5 separate regions of the Mus musculus genome follow, and regions 1, 2, 3 and 5 are each linked to region 4. A link is a contact called in public promoter capture Hi-C data. All regions are on one chromosome and are shown on one strand. The core of a region is the stretch at or near the end of the contact, and the rest is flanking DNA. Distances in the headings are between cores, read along the strand shown. Region 1 holds the start of Plxna3 (plexin A3). Region 2 holds the start of G6pdx (glucose-6-phosphate dehydrogenase X-linked). Region 3 holds the start of Fam3a (family with sequence similarity 3, member A). Region 4 holds the start of Vbp1 (von Hippel-Lindau binding protein 1). Region 5 holds the start of Ubl4a (ubiquitin-like 4A).

Region 1 (2,700 bases), core at 139-2,638, 1.2 Mb after region 4:
AGGTGCTTTCTCCCTTTGAGGGCCTTGGCTGCTTATCCAGGAGTCTGCTGTCTGGCCTTTCCACTGCAACACAAAGCCAAGACTCTCGCTGAGACAGACATCAGTCAAGCTTTGCTCAGACACAGGCAGACAAATGCTCTGCCAGGCCTGTGTGGCTCTCCCTGAAGAGCCAAAGGTTAGTCAGAGAGGGATATTGGCAGAAGGGTATAACCCACTTTTGAGAGTCCCAGAAGTATTATATGTAGAAACCAGCATCCTCAAATACAGTTGAAGCCTTAAGGCTATGGAGTACTACCCCTTCCCCTAAACAAATAGGGCCAATGCTGGCATTCACCCCCCGGGCCACACCCAGCCAGCCCCAGGCTGCAAAGACAGCAGAGCAGTGTCTCTGTAACTAATGGGGCAGAGCTCAGTGCTACCCTCTCAGTGCCCAATTCCCAAGAGACACAGGAGGGACTCAGAATGGGGTGGGGGGTGGGGGCCACAGCAAAGAGAAAGAAAAGCCAGCATTTGCTAGAACATGGAGCAATTCCAGCTTGAAAGTGCCAAGTTTCAGCTCAGAGTGATCAGCGCTCTGGGGCTCTTTTGTCGGGTCTGCATCCCAGACCCCTCATGCAACAACCAGAGAAGAAAGGAAAGCAAAAGAGAAAAGCGACTGCACCCTACCTTCACCTCTTCTACACTCTACAGAAAAGCCAAATTTTAGGAACTGGCCGGGACAGGTTGGAAAGGAGACCTGGAAAGTGGTAATTGGCAGCCCAAGACCCCACCCCAGCCCCCACCTCTAAGTGGCAACCTCAAGCATCACAGTCGCACCCAGCCCCTCTGCTACAGTCCTGCCAGCAAAGAGCGCGATGATGAGGAAAGCTCCATATAAATATGCAGGTCCACAGCCCGCTCTTCCACAATGCTCCCCTCTATGCCATGAACCCAACCAGTCCTGCCCCCAATGGGGGCACCCTGAGCAGACCCGCAGATACCTTAGTCAATACAGAGGCTACAGCAATGCTCAGAGATGCTGCTCCTCCTCTACAAAAGGGTTCTATCAACCAATAGGACTATGATCGAGTTGGCTGTCTCTTCCCGCTCAGGGTACGGAGTGCTTGGCAAGCCTGGTCTGGAGAGGTAGGGAGGGACAGGGCCTGACCCCAGAAACCATCTGGACCCCCAGGCTGTCTGAAACCTCTGCCATCCAGCAGACTATTGGCGCACAGGCTTTAAGGATGGCGACCACCTACCTGTCCCTCCACCGCGACTGACTCGGGGTGGCCACCCGTGGCCACGTGGACGTGCCCCCCCGCCCCGTGCCCAACAGCCGCCCCCCTCGCTTGGCCCCGCAGCCTCGCCTCGCACGCTGCAAAATCTGCAACCGCCGCCGCCCACACACTGGGCTGGCCTGCGGCCGCCTGGGCCTTTTAAACCCGGACCGTACCACCACACCGGGAGGGGGCTCCCAGAGAGGGCGGGCCGGGGCCCTAAGAAGCAGAGCGCATGGCGGTTGGGGGAGGCCGCTAGGCCCTGGGGCCCAGGACTCTAGTGCAAGAAGCAAGCCTCTCATGGGTCTCTGGGGATCCCTTCCTGAGAACAGCCCCCTTTGCTCAATGGCTGAGTCCTAGGCGCGGGCCTCTCCACACCCCCAGCTCCCCGCCTGCTGCCTTCAGCAACCCTGGAATCTGTGCGCGGCCGCGCCACACCCCCTTGGGCCTGGAGTGCGCGCCTCCAGGAGCCCGTGGCCACCTGCTACTGTTGCAAGATATTGCTTTGGCCGGTCCAACAAAACCGCACAAACAAAGATTGCCCCCTAACTCAGGGCTCTTTCTCCAATGATCCATAAACTGGTGGGCTAATACCCGCCACGAAGCTTGGAGTACTGCAACTTATAGCCATTTTCACCTAGTTCTTTCCTCAGCAAGTCACCATGACTCTGAATCTGCTGAATCTGGGATTTAATTCCATTGCTTTCTCTTTTTTTTCTTGAATTTATTTTCCCTTTAGTACAGAGTGGTCTCGAACTGACTACCCTTCTGCTTCATCCTCCCAATACTGGGATCATTATGGGTCTATGCCATCACAGCTGCATTTTTTCCATGTTGTGTTGAGATAGTGCCTCCTACTGTACCCCAGGCTGGCCTTGAACTTACAGTGATCCTCCAGCTTCACCTTCCCATGTTCTGGAATACAAGTATTTTCCACTGCTACAGTTATTCTTTGTGTGTGCATGCGCACGCACCCAAGAAGACCATCTGAGAGCATTAGACACCATAGAGCTGCAGTACAGTAGCAGGTGCTCTTAACCATTGAGCCATCTTTCTAGCCTCTTTTTTTTTCCGTTGTAAACCGCTTTATTGAGATATAATTCAGTTTTCATATAAGTCCTGTATTTAATGTATACAGACAATTCAGTGGCGTTTTAATATAATCCTAAAGATGTGCAACCATTTCTGCCATCTAATTCTTGAACATTTTCATCACTTCTAAAAGAAACTCTGTAGGAGTTAGCTATCAGTCTCAATTCCCCTCATATATATATATACCCAAGCTCTGGGAAACGCTCTGTCCTTACTGACTGTGGGGTTGCCTCTTAAGGATATCTCAAATAAATGGAACTATACAATATAAATATATTTTTATGTCGACTCATTCTTTTAATATTTTCAGGTTTTGTCAGAGTTGTACCATGGATCAAGACTTCCTTTTGGG
Region 2 (2,700 bases), core at 134-2,633, 1.1 Mb after region 4:
GGTGCAGAAGGTAAGACCTTTAGTTGTGAAGGTACACGTGAAAACTTTTTAAAGACTTCAAATGCACTCAAGTTTGATAAACAGCCTAGCCTGATGGCGAACACCTGTTGCTCTAGCACTCGAAAGGCTGAGGCAGAACTTTGAGTTCGAGGTCTACCTGGCCTACAGTGCAAAACGTGTTTCAGAAACAGTTTGATCAACAGAAAATGTCTGCTACCTAAAGAGTTCTAGCACTAGGGGCCAAGCCCTTAGGCGACAGCTGCAGTGAAGGGAAGGGCAGATTCAATCCGACTAGCCTAAATAATCTGGGTAGCGAATAATTAGAAGCTTGCGGCAGAACAAACTGGGCCTAAGGTGGGGGGAAGGGTGTGGACCTCTGGAGTCTCGGAAGCTACGAAACAGCCACCGATGGAGCCCTGTCTTTGGAGAAGAGGACCACACCTGTCAGCAGAGTCGGCCAGAAGTGAAGAGGGCAGGAGCAGAGGGATCCGACCGCTCCGACAGAACCGGAGCTCCTAGAAAGTCCTAGTCAGGCGGTCACCCTTCCCTTCTCTGCAGTGGAAAACTCCACTTCCGGCTTCCGGTGTCGTAAGTGCGGGATCCGGAAGTAAAACACAGACTCAAAGGCTTGGAGATTAACCAGTGAATCAAAACCCCAAAGTGCCATACTCTGTTCCAAAGAAAAGTCTTAGATCGCCAGCCTGCGTCGGCCAGCAGAACACCAGAGCTCTCCTCACTGATAAACATCACACACTTATACACACACTTTTTTTTTGAGACAGGGTCCCATAAGACCAGGGTCTCGAACTCAGAGATCTACCTGCCTCTTTTTTCCCGTCTGCTAGGATTAAAGTAGTGCGTCACCACGCCCACACTCGCCCCTACCCCATTTTCAAGGCACCGCATCCGCACTAAAACACCCAAGTTTCAGTCTGGTCCTGCTACTGGGCTCTCTGCCGCTGGGCCCCCACCAAGGAAAAAGCCTAGAGGAAGCTGCGAAAGTCCAGCTCCGAAGCCAAACTAGCAGCTAGGGAAGGCGTGGCTATGCTGCTAACGGAAGTGGGGTCATCCGGGAAGGTGCAGGGCCTCGAAGGTCCAGCGGAAAGCTAGGCCATACATAATGGCTGGGTGACACAGGAGACGGGGACCCAGGAGAACTGTGTGGAGCTGCACTTATGACAAGACTTTGCGATCTCGAAATTGTAGGGGCAGCGGCATCGGGGAAGGCCAAAGGGCGGGGCTGGCCAGGGATGCGCGCGCATCTCCTCCTGCAATGATAGACTAGCCCGAAGCTCCTCCCCTCCTGCCTCTCCTGAGGCGGGTCAGCTCAGTCAAAGCACACGCCCTCTTGCGTTAAATGGGCCAGCGAAGCTTAGCCCCCGGAAACTGGCTGTGCGCTACAGATCTGTGAACGTGTTTGGCAGCGGCAACTAAACTCAGGTAAAGGGGTGGTCTGATGGCATGTCGGTGGAGGGACATGCTTCACGCTTGTACGCCGCGAGTCCCTTTGATGCGCGCTAATCTACAAGTTTTTAACCCATCCCTTTGTATCCCGCACTTTCCCCGCATTGGGCCCATGAGGACTAGACCTTTAGAAGAGAAGGGACTTTCGGGGATCACCCAACTGGGCCAGAAGAGAGCCGGAGCTGAACTCCATCATCTGCACAATCAAACGTGCTCAGTTCATTGTGGAGTTTCTGGCAGACACCCGAGTACGATACGATGGTCCCATATACAGAGTGTGATGCCGTAACCAGATTTTATCTAGCTGCCCACAGTGGATGTCCTAGGTGAATTATATTAAAGCTTTAGTACTTTCGTAATGTACAGCCCCTAGCGAAGGCAACTTTGGAGGTTATGGCTGGAGCTCAGAGGCAGCAGTTTCTGAATCTCCGAATGCATGTATGCTCGCGCGCGCGCGCGCGCGCGCGCGTACACACACACACACACACAGAGCATTCCCGGCCAGTGGTTTTAGTAATCGTCACCAGCCTGGTGAGAACCCAAAAGACCCTTGGATAAGGTTAAGTTGTCAATGCTCTTTCGTTCTCCTACCATATCAATGAGTCTTTTCTTCCACCAGAAAACATCATGGCAGAGCAGGTGGCCCTGAGCCGGACCCAGGTGTGTGGGATCCTGAGGGAAGAGTTGTACCAGGGTGATGCCTTCCACCAAGCTGATACACACATATTTATCATCATGGGTGCATCGGTGAGTCTCCCTTCAGGCCCCGAGTCTAAAAGATGAAATATAGCCTTGTGCAAGGCACTTCTCTCTCTCTATCTCAACTTTCCCAATTGACGGAACTGCTGAGGTACCCACAAGTTCTACTAGGTTGAACTCTATGGCATATACTCCACCTGTGTGTCCTGATCATCACAGCAGTACCTGATATACATGTACTTGTGTCACATCTCAGAACTCTGTGCTGAGCCATTGAGTGGAGACCAGACTTGGACCATCACAGGTGCTAAAGCACCACCCAGTAGCACTTCTTCCTCCTGGATGAAAAAAAAAAACTGATGTGCAATCAGGGAAAATTCTGATTTTAATGAATCTGTAATTTGAAAAATATTACTGTTAATTTCAGTGGAAGAATCTGAGGTCCTGCCTCTCCCTCTTTTCTTTCTACGGCATGAAGTTCCCTAGGGATAAACACCTCCTCTTTGCCATATCTTCCAAAGCCTACTGCAAATTTCT
Region 3 (2,700 bases), core at 46-2,545, 1.1 Mb after region 4:
TCAGTCAATATGGAAACTACTGTATTCTTTTTTTTTTAATATTCATTTTGTTGTTGTTGCTGTTACTATTTTATCTTTACTTAATGTTTTATTTTAAAAATTAATTATTATTTGTGTGTGTGTGTGGAGGAGGAGGAGGAGGAAGAGGAGGAAGAGATCAGAGAGGTGCCAGATCCCCTGAAGCGGTTGTGAGCTGCCTTATGTGAGTGTAAGGAATCCAGCCCGGGTATCCTGCAAGAACAGTATGTGCCCTTAACCACTGAGTCATCTCTCCAGCTTCCTACAATTTTTGAAATTTTATTTTTTTTATATAAGTGGTTTCCCTACATGTACCACATGTGGTACGTGTACCACATGCATGCCTGGCGCCTGAGATGGTCAGAATAAGACATCAGATTCCCTGAGACAGGTTTCATGCAGCTAAGGCTGACCTCAAAGTTGCTAAGTGGCCGAGGATGCTTTAAACCCTTTATCCTCCTCTCCCGTCTCCACTTTCCAAGTGCTGAGATTACAAGTGTAACCAAATTGAAAACGCTATCATCTAACCAAAACAGTGCTTCTGTAAACTTTTCTGTATTTTGGAGCATTATGGAAGTGGGGTGGAGTTCCTGTAAGTAAGACCATTGGGTCAAAGGACAGGAATGCAGCTGCCTGAGACACAGATAGATCCAGCTTAAAAGGACTGGCCCAGCTGCCCTGGCACTGTAGGCGGTCAGGGGAAAAGGCTCAAACATGAGGGTCAGGAGCAATGTTCCAAACATCCCTTCACTGATTGATACATAAAACAGAACGCTCTCACGAAAGAACACTAAGCAGAAAGAAAGCAACCAAAGGCTCAGGTTTACCTCCGCATGTGCTTCTGAACCGTCCATGCTCTTAAAGAACACATATCAACCTTAAGTCATTATCTGTGTCCCCGCATCCATCCTCTTATGAGCCATGAAAGCTCTGATATCAAGTCACAATCGGAGCTTCAGCTCATCAAATATAGAAATAGATCGCTCACCTAAGAGGACGTGTGGAGGAAGTGGGAATGGGGGCTCTGGTGTTTTATGCCCGTAATTCCAACATTTGAGAGCCTGAAGCAGGTGAATCGCTCCAAGTTTGAGAACAGCCTGGGTTACATAGAGTTAAGCAAACATGAACTGTAAAGTGTATAGTACCTCAAAGTCTAGAAGGAGATTTCATCTTGAAGCAGTGACACTGTAGGAAGCTAGGCGGCTCAGCTTTAGCACAAGAGGAGTGCACAGCCACACTCGGCACCTCCCACCCAGCCTCTGGAGGAGAGGGAGGAGGCCGGTCTGGAGGTGGAGCCTCCGTGAGGACCTGCGGACCTACAGCACAGCCTATGGGCCTATGGCGGAGCGACGCCTGTGGGCTGTGGCCTTCTGCGGGCGGCCATTGTCGTGCCTGATAAGCTTTTCTACGTGACTCACTTGCTTCACCTAGCCGGCAGAGCGAGACAACTGGGTAACTCCCTGATCCGGTCTGCTTCTCCCTACACCCAGACAACATCCTTGGCCCGCCCAATCTCTGCCACCAGCCTCGAGCGGATCGACCTGAGCCCCGGGCCTAGCACCGGAGGGATCCGGGTGGAGAAGAATCATTGCTACGCTCCAGTCCTGGAGTCTGTTAGCCAGACTGTGAGGCGCAACGGATTCCTAAGGCTCTCCTGGCCAGGCAGGACTTCTCCCAGCACTCACGAGGAACTGAGCCTGGACTGGTGTTTGGAGGAACAAGTCATAACACCGATCGCTCCCAGCACAGACTTGCCACTGCCCCCACCCCCAAACCTACTCTCTCCTGTTTCATTCCCCCCAGAACCCACAGTTCCCAAACAGTGCACCTGCGGGAGATCTCAACCCAGCTGGAGAAGTGGACATGAGGTTGGCAGGTGGGTGGCTTCCACAGCGAACTGAAGAGAGGCCAGGTGTCCTAGTGCCTGTGTTAGGAGAGGCCTGGGTGGTCACTGGTTTGTTTATTTATTAATGGATGACTGTGCACAAGCACTCATTTTATGAGCAAATTCACCTCTGAGGACTTCAGCTTCCCAAACTATAAGGATTGATTTTATATAGAGAGATAGATATAGATAGATGTTGATAATATATATAATCAATATATATAAGTTAAGGATATATATATATATATATATATATAAAATCTCCAGAGATTGAATGGATGGAGAGGAGTGGATAGTAGAGATAGAGAGATGTAGCCAGAAGAGAACTGACTTAGGTGCCTTTGAGGTTGGGTATGATCTAAGTGGTAGCTCTGCTGTCAGCTGGACTACAAACATGAATGTGCCTTGGAGGGACTGTTTGGGGTGAGAGTAGAATTTGAAAACTGGTAAAGTAGCAGCTTTGTGGATAAGTCCAAATTGGACATTAAGGAACTGGCTGGGAGGATATGAGTTCAAGACAGATCTGGGCTGGAGGTGTAAGGTGTCATTGCTGCATGGTGAAATCTCCCATACAGTATGAAGATGGGAGAAGGCAGCCTGGAAAAGAACACCTTTTGAGGAGAGAGTAATGGAACACAATCTAACCAACAAAGGGAGTCCCAGAGAATGGGGTCAGGAGACAGTACTGTCCTGGAATCTAGTAGTGAAGTGTCAAGAAAGAGCAGTCAGACAATCAGAAATGTGACATCATAAAAGTCATAGGTGGTCTTGTTTGGAAGGTTATTTAGTTGGTGTTA
Region 4 (2,700 bases), core at 83-2,582:
TATATATTTACATCCTTATATATCAGGCATTATAATAGGATCAGGAGAAATAACACAAAATTTCCTCACCTCTAAGTAGCAGAGCATGACCAAAGAGGTTCTAAAGCTCTCCTGACTGCTCAAATGCTACTTCTGGATACCTCTATTTCTGGGTTTCATCAACTACATCTACAAAATTTGAACAACAGTAACTCCCTCATAAAGTTTTGCAAATTTTCTAAGAAAATTTCTGAACCTCAGAAAATATTACTTCATGTAAAGATCACTTGAAAAATATTTTTAAAAGCACAGAACATTGAGAATACACATAAAAATTTATTCCACCAGCACATTAAAATATACAATATAAAATGTGATTTAAGTAAAAGAAAAAAAGGGTCTTTTGAAGAATGTTAGCAATAAGACAGAATATATATAATTTTTGGTACATACCAAAAAAGAATCAAGGAAATTTTGACTAAGATTTTATATGCTTCAGTACAAATATTTAACTTGGGTCGGTCCTGTTACATGAAACCTTCCAATTGCATTTCCCACAATCTTCACAACTGCATAAAATTTGTTGTCTACAAACTGCTTAAATAGTATTACTAAAAGCAAATATAAAATGGTTTCAAAAACCTAATAACAGCCGGTTGCCCATTACATAAGCCTCAATTCTTAAAAGCAAGAACACATGGACTTAACGTTTGTGCTAACGTTTACTTTTCTCAGCAGTCTGCTTCCATTCCCAAGGAAACGGACCACGGCCGTGCTCAAGCTGACTGGGTGCCACTCAGTACCCACACCCTACAAACAGCTGCTCTGCCTGCTCTCTGTGCTAAATGTCCACCCATCTACATCTCCGGCATCACTGCGGTCTTGAGCTCAATAACCGTTGCTGCTGTTTTTTGTTTTTCTTTAGGCGACAACAGGCAGCAACTGGTCAGTTTCAAGGGACGCCACGCCCCAATCCGCCTCGCATCCGTCTCCAGCTACCCAGTTCTCCTCCCTGCTCCCTCTTCTGGGCCGGGGTTGGACTACCTTTCTTCAAAGCTATCGCCCGCCAGGCCTAAAAAGCCAAGATGCAGGAAGAGGCAAAAGGCCAGACATTCCCTTCCGGGACCCTTTAGCTCTGTTCCTCCCAACGACCCAGACCTGGGAAGTGACTGGAAAGCAATCTCCAATATCAGATTAAGACGCTGAGAAAGAGTTTCTTACCACAAACACTGCTTCAGGAATCCCTAAGTGGAGCCGCCGCCCGTTTCCAGCAGCAGTTTCTAGGCCGCATCCGTCCTTAGCCGCCGCCATCTTCAGAAAGCACCAGAGCAAATAACTACCTTCTGAGGCATCGATCGTTGGCGTCAGTGATTGGATCGTTTGCACTTCAGACCCGCCTCTCTCCCTGCGAATCTGCGTATTCATTGGTGCTTACGTCGTGGGTGGTGATTGGCTACACGCATGTGACTGACAAGCTTAGAAAGGATGTGTTGGAAAAGCCAGAAGGCTAATGCTTATTCTAATGCTTAATCTCAGAGATCTAAGGAATGGGCAAGGATAAAGCCCTGGGAATTCAGACCATGCCAAACCGCAGCCCCACCTGCACCTGAAGATATCAAGAGACTACACTCCAGAGTGGCTTCTGAGGCAATCCCAATTCCCTTTTGCAGACCAGTGAACTTCATTCTGAGTGTGTATGCCCTGGACTCATAAGAAATACACCAATCTTTCTCACAAGCCACCTTCAGTGAGATACTTGTCGGCTTCCAGGTCAAAACTTTCGATATGTTTATAGTTTATGTGAAAAAAATGCCAAGAGCTGTGCTTAAATTCTTAGATCCAAAGACTTCCCAGAGTTTTGTCCTCCACAACAACTCTTTAAAAAGCAAATCTATCAATAAACCAGATATGCATAATCACTGCAGGAGACCCTGTTTGCAAATAAAAGCAAAAGTAGCTTATAAAACAAAGCAAGCCAGTATCAATTTGTCTTAGTCAGGGTTTCTATTCCTGCACAAACATCATGACCAAGAAGCAGTTGGGGAAAAAATGGTTTATTCAGCTTACGATTCCATACTGCTGTTCATCACCAAAGGAACTCAGGACTGGAACTCAAGCAGGGCAGGAAGCAGGAGCTGATGCAGAGGCCATGGAGGGATGTTCTTTACTGGCTTGCCTTACCTGGCTTGCTCAGCCTGCTCTCTTATAGAACCCAAGACTACCAGCCCAGAGATGGTCCCACCCACAAGGGGCCTTTCCCTCTTGATCACTAATTGGGAAAATGCCTTACAGTTGGATCTCATGGAGGCATTTCCTCAACTGAAGCTCCTTTCTCTGTGGTAACTCCAGCTGTGTCAAGTTGACACATAAAACCAGCCAGAACAACATGGCAGGGAAACTATAGCCATGAAATCTCAACAATATGGTTGCCTAGCCAAGTCCTACATAATGACCCCAGCAGCATACACGTTAATGGGAATGAGGGAAATTTCACACAGCCCTACACTAGATGATGAACTACAATCAGTCAATGGCTGCTGAGGGAGGGAGAATCAATTTTCTCCAGAGACAAGCCCCCCTGATAGGTTGCCAAATCTTAAATGGTCAGCCCCAAGTACATGTACATATGAACAACATTAAATGTACTCAGTTATAAGTTTATATAAGATACAGTAATAATCATACAAGAAGGGACCATGAATCCAAGAGGGAGTGGGCAGG
Region 5 (2,700 bases), core at 191-2,690, 1.1 Mb after region 4:
CCACTCTCATCAGCCATCTACAGCTACCTTCTCAGCATCCATGAAACACTCCACGTGCCCATCTCCAAGATATTGGGGACCCTGCTGTTTATCGCCATCCCCATAGCAGCGGGTGTGGTGATCAAATCTAAGCTCCCCAAGTTCTCTGAACTACTGTTACAGGTCATCAAGCCCTTCAGCTTTATACTTCTCCTGGGTGGCCTGTTCCTGGCCTACCACATGGGGGTCTTCATCCTAGTGGGAGTCAGGTTACCCATTGTACTGGTGGGTTTCACAGTGCCTCTTGTTGGCCTCTTGGTGGGCTACAGCCTGGCCATCTGCCTGAAGCTGCCAGTGGCTCAGCGACGAACAGTCAGCATTGAGGTAGGGGTGCAAAACAGCCTGCTAGCCTTAGCCATGCTACAGCTGTCTCTGCGCCGCCTTCAAGCAGACTATGCCTCTCAGGCCCCTTTCATTGTGGCACTGAGTGGTACCTCCGAGATGTTGGCTTTGGTTATTGGCCAGTTCATCTATAGCATCTTGTTTCCTGTTCCCTGAGCCCTCTGGATCAAGTTTTATAACTTCCAGCCCCCATACTCCTCTCTTCCCACAGTTCTTGTGTACCGTACCAAAGGCCTTTAGTTCTCATGCACTATGCACTCAAGACAAATCCAGGCTTATTTTTTTACTCCTTTTCGCCCCAGCTTTCAGTGCCAAAGAGGCCATGCTGAGTTAGATAGTTGGGTATTGCCCAGAAATATATTTCAATAAAAAAAAACCAAAAAAACAAAAGCAAGCTCGGGTCCCTTCCAGTCTGTCCCTTGGAGCCTGTGGATTGGGGTAAGAAGAGTGTGTCTGGGCGGATATGGGCCAGAACAGTGAACCAGCTTGGTGACCCTGCACAGAACCCACTTTCTCCTCCTCACTCTGTTTTGCACATGGTAGACATGTACCTTTGAGCTGTATCCTCAGATCTACAAAGGCTTTGCTCTAACAGCCCTACCTAACAGGGCAGACCTCTGCACTATAAGGAGTGAAGAGAGCACTACTTCCGAGCTTCAGTCAGGATATTTTTGCAGCCAGACTAGAAAGGAAGTAGAAAGCCATTAAGCTATGACAGGCAGGACTGGACCATTTCTGTATCTGAGAGACACCACCACGTGTTTGCATTGACTTGGTCCACCAGCAGGGTGGGAATTAGCACAGGCCGGGCCTGGAGTGAGGCTGACATTCTGGTCCTTCCTTTCAAGCCACAGCTCCCAGACTAAGCAAGCCTGGCCCCACAGGTACCTCACTTGGATCCCAGTGGGCGGGGCATCCCCACGTCCCCGCGCCATTAAGCCCAGGTGGTGGACTCTACCCAAGGCACGGCCGGGGCAGAAGCGAAGGCCGGGAGGCGGGACTGAAGAATGCGCAGGCGGGAGCCACGAGGCGGGCGCGCCCCTTTCACGGCTTCCGGCGGCGGCGGGCGGTTCCGGGGCGGCGGCGCGCGGCAGGGGACCGTTGGTGTTTGCGTTGGCCGTAGTGGACTGGGCCGTGGACACCATGCAGCTGACCGTGAAGGCGCTCCAGGGCCGGGAATGTAGCCTACAGGTAAAGTCACCCCGCAGGCTGCTGCACTCACTCCTGCCGCTGGGGGCCGAGGGCGGGTGGGGGAGGCCGGGAGAGCTGACCTCAGGAGGGGGTGCGAGGGCTTCACCGCCCAGGGAATTCGGGCTGAGCCCTTGCCTCTCCACCTCGGCCGGATCAGGTGGCGGAGGACGAGCTAGTGTCTACACTGAAGCACCTGGTCTCGGATAAGCTGAATGTCCCTGTGCGCCAGCAACGTCTGCTGTTCAAGGGCAAGGCCCTAGCAGGTAATCAGGGAAAGGAGCCATCCAGGGAGCTTTACAGAAAGCTGGGGGACGGGATGTACAGGCCAGTGTAGTGGATCGGGGCACTGGCTGCCACTGGACCTCAGAAAAGTAGCTGAGCCATCACCACCCCACCACCCCATAGCCAGATGCTGCAGTGCTTCACTCTGGCTGTCTGTGGCAGGATTGCTTCCCAGCCACCTCCACATCAGTGAGGAAGGAACCACACCAATCTCTCTTTGGCAGATGAAAAACGACTGTCAGATTACAACATTGGGCCCAATTCTAAGCTCAACCTAGTTGTTAAGCCTTTGGAGAAGGTGCTACTGGAAGAAGGGTCTGCCCACAGACTGGTCGACTCCCCAGCCACCCCCATCTGGCAGCTGATCTCCAAAGTCCTGGCCCGTCACTTCAGTGTAGCAGATGCCAGCAGGGTCCTGGAACAACTACAGAGGGTGAGAAGAGTAATGCTGGCCCTCCATTCTTAATGTTTCTACCCGTCCCCTACCTAATGCAGCATACGCCTTCCCCACTGGCCTCTCTGAATACACTCGGTCTTCTCTCCTCAGGATTATGACAGGTCCTTGAGCCGCCTAACACTGGATGACATCGAACGTTTGGCCAGCCGCTTTCTACACCCTGAAGTGACTGAGGCTATGGAAAAAGGGTTCTGCAAATAGCATTCTGGGATTGTGGGGAGAAATCCCAGGTCAGGCCACAGCTGCATGTTGCATTAAATGTGTTCTCATGTCGCAGTTTGGCTCATAGTGATAATAATAGCTGGTATGTATCCAGCTCTTGCTAGGTGCTAGGTACTCAAAGTACATGGCCTGAGTTCTCTTCTGCCTCCCACAGCAAAGTTGAGGCT

Evidence for each region. Promoter capture Hi-C pulls out the DNA fragments that hold promoters and counts their contacts.
Region 1: a contact with region 4 is called in a promoter capture Hi-C map of frontonasal cranial neural crest. The contact joins the promoter of Plxna3 here to the promoter of Vbp1 in region 4. A contact is called at or near these places in 3 of 39 promoter capture datasets (cranial neural crest, erythroid cells and frontonasal cranial neural crest).
Region 2: a contact with region 4 is called in a promoter capture Hi-C map of pre-B cells, with 9 times the contacts expected there. The contact joins the promoter of G6pdx here to the promoter of Vbp1 in region 4. A contact is called at or near these places in 12 of 39 promoter capture datasets (the 3T3-L1 cell line, 3T3-L1-derived adipocytes, the C10 cell line and 7 more), 1 of 115 datasets of contacts at active chromatin or transcription factors (embryonic forebrain) and 2 of 9 other capture datasets (adipose tissue and liver).
Region 3: a contact with region 4 is called in a promoter capture Hi-C map of erythroid cells, with 28 times the contacts expected there. The contact joins the promoter of Fam3a here to the promoter of Vbp1 in region 4. A contact is called at or near these places in 3 of 39 promoter capture datasets (cranial neural crest, erythroid cells and pre-B cells).
Region 5: a contact with region 4 is called in a promoter capture Hi-C map of pre-B cells. The contact joins the promoter of Ubl4a here to the promoter of Vbp1 in region 4. A contact is called at or near these places in 2 of 39 promoter capture datasets (cranial neural crest and pre-B cells).

The regions. Positions count from the first base shown.
Region 1 is chrX:74,327,754-74,330,453 of GRCm38.p6, reverse strand. Plxna3 (plexin A3) reads right to left here and starts at 1,388. Exons shown (of 33, transcript NM_008883.2): 1 at 1,239-1,388. Gm39520 (a long non-coding RNA gene) reads left to right here and starts at 2,164. Exons shown (of 4, transcript XR_878127.3): 1 at 2,164-2,284; 2 at 2,659-2,700.
Region 2 is chrX:74,427,563-74,430,262 of GRCm38.p6, reverse strand. It overlaps G6pdx (glucose-6-phosphate dehydrogenase X-linked), which reads left to right and starts at 1,383. Exons shown (of 13, transcript NM_008062.3): 1 at 1,383-1,440; 2 at 2,084-2,211. The coding sequence starts at 2,092. It overlaps Ikbkg (inhibitor of kappaB kinase gamma), which reads right to left and starts at 582. Exons shown (of 10, transcript NM_010547.2): 1 at 442-582.
Region 3 is chrX:74,391,869-74,394,568 of GRCm38.p6, reverse strand. It overlaps Fam3a (family with sequence similarity 3, member A), which reads left to right and starts at 1,295. Exons shown (of 9, transcript NM_025473.4): 1 at 1,295-1,894. The coding sequence starts at 1,882. It also overlaps a transcript of Ikbkg not described here.
Region 4 is chrX:75,512,929-75,515,628 of GRCm38.p6, reverse strand. Vbp1 (von Hippel-Lindau binding protein 1) reads right to left here and starts at 1,332. Exons shown (of 6, transcript NM_011692.2): 1 at 1,201-1,332. The coding sequence starts at 1,290.
Region 5 is chrX:74,367,288-74,369,987 of GRCm38.p6, reverse strand. Ubl4a (ubiquitin-like 4A) reads left to right here and starts at 1,440. Exons shown (of 4, transcript NM_145405.2): 1 at 1,440-1,572; 2 at 1,730-1,835; 3 at 2,079-2,287; 4 at 2,402-2,700. The coding sequence starts at 1,525. The coding sequence ends at 2,512. It overlaps Gm44504 (predicted readthrough transcript (NMD candidate), 44504), which reads left to right. Exons shown (of 6, transcript NR_103489.1): 4 at 1,230-1,572; 5 at 1,730-1,835; 6 at 2,402-2,541. It overlaps Slc10a3 (solute carrier family 10 (sodium/bile acid cotransporter family), member 3), which reads left to right. Exons shown (of 3, transcript NM_145406.2): 3 at 1-771. The coding sequence ends at 537.